Linked DNA regions of Danio rerio: region 1 is linked to region 2. Evidence: chromatin contacts called from public Hi-C data. All regions are on one chromosome and are shown on one strand. Each heading gives the region's core, a stretch centred on a gene start, on an enhancer-like site or on the middle of the called end of the contact. The rest is flanking DNA. Distances are from core to core; before and after follow the strand shown.

Region 1 (3,428 bases), core at 888-3,387, 140 kb before region 2:
ATATATATATATATATATATATATATATATATATATATATATATATATATGTGTGTGTGTGTGTGTGTGTGTGTGTGTGTGTGTGTGTGTATATAGAAGAGAGAGAGAGAGAGAGAGAAATGAAATCAATTATAAAAGTACATATATGTAGACATTTTGTTTTCATAATCCAGATTAATGTAGATAAAATTATTAATTATACATCTATTATTAAAAGTTTATTTTTTATTATTCAAATTGTATTTTTACAATTTGTGACAACATTTATAATCAATCCCCTGTGTTATTTTACAAATATGATATATATTATTATTATTATTAACCTGGGGTATGTCTTTTAATTAACTTTGATATAATTAGATTTTTTTTCCTTCATTTTTTATTCTATGATTAAATATATTTACTTAAATTAATTTTTCCTAACATTAAATAACAAATATCCGACACATGGGTAAATCCTCAGGTCTGAAAGCTGCGCGAGATCGTTACTAGGCAACGACAGCATTCACTCATTAATATTCATGAGGCTGGTGTTTGCCATAGTATGATTTGTACTGCGGCTCGATGACTGAACCGCGCTGATCCTGCACGAGCGGGCGTGACTTTGACGCAGGGCGGAGCAGCGGCGCAGACGATCCTCCTGCCATGAAGGTCGTTTTTTTTAGTCGCGTTTGTATTTACTGTAACCGAAGGAACTGTCGCAACACACTGGGGGAGCCGGAGAGAAACTCACAACTGCTGAATAACGGAAATATGAGGTCACTCACTGTATGACGTCAGAAAGGGCTTTCAACAACTTTAGAATGCGCGTTCTACACATCAAAGGCACAAAAGCAGTCTGTGGAATGTTTATAATGTTGTGGAAAGCATAGAATGATAATTAAAAGATAATAGAATTATAATAGAATTATAATCATGATTACTTTACGGATCTATATGGACATATTTTTAATATTTTAATATTTTAATTATAAAAAAATATACAATAATTATCAGATTATTCATAATCATCATCATCATCATAATCAAAGTTTTAATAATACACACTTACGGTCCAAAACACACAAACGACTCAAACAACAAAGAAATTAAAACAGATTTTTTAAAACTAAAAACATATACTTATAAATAAATAAATAATCATGATAACCATAATAATTACAGGCGTCTCAGTGGCGCAGTGTGTAGCACGATCACCTCACAGCTAGAAGGTCACTGGTTTGAGCTGGTTCCCCACAGTCCAAAGACATGCGCTTAAGGTGAATTGAATAACTAAACTGGCCATAGTGTATTAATGAAAATGAATAATAATAATAATAATAATAATAATTATTATTATTATATATTCATTATACATTTTCCTTAGTCCCTTATTGGTCAAGGGTCGCCACAACAGATTGAACCGCCCAGAAACATAATTATTATAAGTATTATAAGATATTAAATTATATAAATTACTTTTTAAAATCTTAATATATTGTACTAAAATAAATATTATAACAAACAATTATATTATATTAAAATGTGTATAAGTATAATTCTAAAATAAACGGTATATGTAAGTGCTTAATATTATATTGTATACATTTGTCATCATATATATTATTAATTTTATATGCAAATAGAACATAATAGTTGAATATGCTTTTAGATATTTATTATAAGTTATTTATTTATAGTATGTTTATGGAATTATTATCATGCAATATAAACATCTAATAAATGTTTTATTATAATAATTTATAGATCTTATTTACGTATTATAAAATAAAGTTAGTAAATAATATAATAAATTGTTTAAGAACAAATGCTATATATATATATATATATATATATATATATATATATATATATATATATATATATATATATATATATATATATATATATATATATATATATATATGTGTGTGTGTGTGTGTGTGTGTGTGTGTGTTCAGGACAATGTGACAATTACTAAATTATTTGTTGTTTGATAATCATTTACAATTTATTTTGTTACTTTCATTTATAATATGCATTTATAATACACAAATAACCACTAAACCACTGACTGTACATGACCACGGGAAAACAAACTGATGTAATCCACATGTAAACATAGCGGGCGGGGCTTCAAGCCTCTGCATGTCTGACGTCATCAGCAAGCGACGAGCGATTGTATTCAACTCGCTGCGAGCAGAAATGTCAAATATCGTTATTAGGAAAGCAGCGGGTGTTAAAATAGAATAAAAGTTAGGACAATGAACTCTCGACTGTGTTACTTGTTATTCAGACCGAGATTACTCCGATCACGTGGTGCGGGAGTCCTGTCAGTGCCCGAAACACAGCGAATAGCCAGAGTAACACATGAGGAGTCAAACAGCGCCTTCACTAACTCAACACTGAGGTCTGATGTGGGACACGATGCAGGATTAGGATTGAGTTTCTGCAGGAGTTTCTCCACCGAAGCCATCGGACAGCTGCAGTCCACACACTATCACCTGGTATACACCTGCAAAGTAAGACGATTCCTAACTCTTCCGTGAGGAAAACTTCACACTAACTTACTTAAAGGGGACCTATTATCCTTGTCTCTGATGTCTCTAGAGCAGGGGTCACCAATCTCGGTCTTGGAGGGCCGGTGTCCCTGCAGGGTTTAGCTCCAACTTGCCTCAACACACCTGCCTGGATGTTTCAAGTATACCTCGTAAGATCTTGATTAGCTTGTTCAGGTGTGTTTGATTAGGGTTGGAGCTAAAATCTGCAGGACACCGGCCCTCCAGGAGCAAGTTTGGTGACCACTGCTCTAGAATGTGTGTGTGACGTTGCAGCTCAAAATACAACATTAATAATGTTTTATGACTCTTTAAATCTTCCTCTTTTAGGTTTTGATCCTAATTGTGGCGTTTTGGTGACTGTCGCTTTAAATTTATTTACACTATAACCAACAACACTTAGCGCATCCATTCACTTGCTTTTCACACTGATTGAACAAACTGTGCATACTGATGTTTTGATTATGTTATTTTGGTCACACTTCACAATAAGGTTCATTAGTTAATGTTAATGAATGCATTTACTAACATGAACAAACAATGAACAATACATTTACTACTGTATTTGTTAACTCATGGTGCATTAACTAATGTTAACGAGCACGGACTTGGATGTTAATAATGCATTAGTAAATGATCAATTATGATTAATAAATGCTGTACATGTGCTGTTCATGATTAGTTCATGTTAGTAAATGCATTAACCAATGAACCTTATTGTAAAGTGTTACCGTTATTTTCAATTGTGTTAAAATAAATATTCTTTTTGATTATATTTCTGTCGTGTCCCTCAACATTACATCTTTGAGCTAGTGTCTGATTTTCATGCACAAGATGGAGGTACATCAACATACAGAAATCAAAGTCTCAGCAGCTCATTTTCATGCAGAT
Region 2 (3,714 bases), core at 49-2,548:
TCAGGGATGTCCAAACTCGTGTCCTGCATAGTTTAACTCCAACTTTCTTCAAGACACCAGCCTGGAAGTTTCTAGTATACCTAGAAAGAGCTTGATTAGCTGGTTCAGGTGTGTTTAATTGGGGTCGGAACTAAAATATGCAGGACACCGGCCCTCCAGGACCACGTTTGGACACCCCTGGTATATATTGTGTGTATTGTTGTTGTAAATTACTGCACGCAAGGAGTATCTTGTAATTGTACAAATTAAATTATCAATACATTATTTCTCATACAATATATTATTTTAAACTACTATAACGTCAGTAAAAGTCACTTTGAGAGTAACATTTTCGAAATTAAAAATCGGCAAAACACATTAAGGTCTAAAAATACTACTCATAACAATAAATAAACTACTTTTCACTAAATATGGAACCTGTTAATTAACAGATATATAAATTACAGCGCACACTTAACAAAAAAGACTTCTGCTGCTTGTTTAAACTACTAAATGAGTTAAAAACAACACAATTCTTACGTTTTTTATTTAGGACAAAAATGTTTAATTGGTTAATTCCACTTAAATTTGTAAAAGTATTAAGCTAACTTAATTTGTGTTGGGACACCGCAAAGAAATTGTGTGGAACTCATCCTTTACAACTCACTGTTGCACACTCTTGAGTTCACTTATTAGTGTGAGTGAAAATCAGCCTGTGAGAGTCTGAGATTGACAACAGCAGCAGGCTAGGGAGTCTCAATGTTACTCTACAGTTTGCACGTGTTTATCCAATAATAAAAACATTTAATCACACATATAAAATTGTTTTTGTGATTGTTTGCTGCTAGTCTCGGTTTTAAAAAACAACGTTTAAATGTCCCCTCATCAGAAACGAGCGCTTGCTAACACACACACTGATTTAGGTTATCCCACATCCATTTCTGGCTCCAAATAAACATTAGAGACTCCTGCCTTTTGGTGCACGTTTTATTTAAGCACTGAAAGAAGATTGGAAAGCTGTGAAGGTGAATTACACCCAAGGCCTACACACCCAAACGGGCTTACCGTGCTTGCTTTCTATTTTCCCCGACATGACGGCAGCGCTGGCCGGAGCCAATCCTCAGTTTGGACACTCACAGGAGGACAAATTTGGGGGTTGAGGCCACGGTTATCCTGAATTGTGTTCGTCAGCCACACATTTTGATGCAGCGGGTCCGTGTGGATGTAAATCCCTGGTGAAAATGTGGAAGAAACCGTTCACATGCACACGCTGGCGACGGACAGACAGTGAAAGCGACTGCTGATGTGTGTGTGTGTGTGTGTGTGTGTGTGTGTGTGTGTGTGTTCGGGACGATCCATTGGGATGCGAACACAGCGCCGACTTCTGACTGGAATCACGAGCTACAGGGATAAAAAGGGATTTTTCGGGATCCAGACTGACTGGAATACTGCTAAAACATGTATCCTGTCGTAATTTAGTCTTCCTCGTGCCATTCATCAGGTCAAATGCGTGGAACATGAAATGAGATGTTTATTAGAATGTTCGTGCTGCTCTTTTCTGCATAATGCACACTTTTATTGATTTTTTCCTCTTGTTTCTAATTCAAATATCTAAGCATTTGTCAGTCAAAAAGCTTTTCCAAGACAAATAAAACATTGTTTTCACAAATAATAAGTCAAAATGATGTGAGTTTTTATTTAAAAAAGCAAAATTATCAGCCGGTGTGGTAAGATTACTTCACATTTAAAAGAAGCTTGTTTTACTTACAACATTCGCAAATTTGACCTTTTTTTTTTTAGAGGAAAAACTAATTTAATCTTGACTACTAAAGGTATACATACAGGCTCAAATTATTATTATTTATTATTTTTACATAATATCTACATAAAATATATAGCCTAATTACATCTATTAAAAAATTTCTACTTATTTTGATTAAAATTATATTAAATTTTTAATTTATTAATTAGTTTTTTTTTTTCCTTAGGCTTAGTCTCTTTGTTCAGGGGTTGCCACAGCGAAATGAACTGCCAACTTATCCAGCATGTTTTACCAAAGACCATAGAATACAAAAGGGACTGCATTAACACAGCGGATGCCCTTCCAGCTGCAACCCAGTACTGGAAAAATCAAGATTATTTAAATGAATTTCTAAAATTGCACGTTTTTACGTAAATTATTTTAAAATGAAGAGCTTTCAAGACATATAAGCTAAACAATAAACATAAGTACTAGGTGTAGAACAATCACACTAAAGTAGAATAGTGGCCATCTTCCGCCATCTTGCGGATGAATTATAAAATCACACCCCTTTTTTAAAGTACTGGCTTTATATATTTATTTGTGATAATAGGCTATATCATGAACACTTGAACTACGCTATGCTAATTTATTTATTTATAGCTTGATCATTCACGTCTGTTTGTCATATAAAATAACTGCAATGAAAGTTAATTAGAGACTCGTTGTGGCAAGTTTGTCGAGACCAAAGTAATTTCTAAATACATATTAATTATTTTAGCAAACAATTAATCCCTGCCGTTTCTGTGCTTTTACAGTATCTTAACCTCCACCGCTAGATAGAGCACCTGAACTACAAAACACAGTTTTCACTCAGTTTTTCATTTTCAACTTCACTGTCGATCATTTCAAACGAGCAACACGTAAATGTTTATTATTAAGTAAATATATATATATTTTTTGAAATTTATTTTATGATTGTTATTTCATATGCAGCAAGTGAACACGGTAAAATCAAAGTTTGCAGCTTTTCTAAAACTACAAAATATCAGTTTATAGACTGCTGTTGTTCTGTATTTTGTTCACAATTTTAAATAAATCGTATCCATCTTGATTTACAATGAAATCTGTTACTTTTTTTAATAATCTAAAGACGATATTTTGAATGCATGCATATATATATATATATGCATGCATTCAAAATATCGTCTTTAGATTATTAAAAAAAGTAACATATATATATATATATATATATATATATATATATATATATATATATATATATATATATATATATATATATATATACGTGTGTGTGTGTATATATATACATATATATGTGTGTATATATATATATATATATATATATATATATATATATATATATATATATATATATATATATATATATCAGGGCAATGTTTATGAGTTTGAATAAGTTTGAAAAAGTAGGAGTTTAATAAAATAATATAATAATAATACTAATTATTATTATTATTATTATGGGGCGGCACAATGACTCAGTGATTAGCAGTGTCGCCTTACAGTAAGACTGTCGCTGGTTCGAGTCCCGGCTGGGTCCGCTGGCATTTCTGTGTGGAGTTTGCATGTTCTCCCTGTATTGGAAGAGACCTTGAACGTGGCATGGTTGCTTGTGCCAGAAGGGCTGGTCTGAGTATTTCAGAAACTGCTGATCTACTGGGATTTTCAAAAGAAGATTGGAAAAACATTGCCTGGTCTGGTGAGTCTTGATTTCCACTGCAACATTCGGATGGTCGGGACAGAATTTGCCGTCAGCAACATGAAAGCATGGATCCATCTTGCTTTGTATCAACGCTTCAGGCTGGTGGTGGTGGTGTAATGGTGTGGGGGATATTTTCTTTGCACACTTTGGGCTCATTAGTACCAATTGAGCATCATGTCAACACCACAGCCTACCTGGGTATTGTTGCTGACCATGTCCATGCCTTTATGACCACAGTGTACTCATCTTC

What was found. A called contact is a pair of places that touch in the nucleus more often than the background predicts.
Region 1: a Hi-C map of hematopoietic stem cells shows a contact between it and region 2, with 2.4 times the contacts expected there. The contact joins the promoter of dnlz here to the promoter of rapgef1b in region 2. A contact is called at or near these places in 2 of 18 Hi-C or Micro-C datasets (caudal fin and hematopoietic stem cells) and 1 of 4 datasets of contacts at active chromatin or transcription factors (embryo).

What each region holds. Positions count from the first base shown.
Region 1 is chr21:5,125,806-5,129,233 of GRCz12tu, reverse strand. dnlz (DNL-type zinc finger) reads left to right here and starts at 2,137. Exons shown (of 3, transcript NM_001080648.1): 1 at 2,137-2,501. The coding sequence starts at 2,244.
Region 2 is chr21:4,989,531-4,993,244 of GRCz12tu, reverse strand. rapgef1b (Rap guanine nucleotide exchange factor (GEF) 1b) reads right to left here and starts at 1,298. Exons shown (of 27, transcript NM_001328346.1): 1 at 1,045-1,298. The coding sequence starts at 1,072.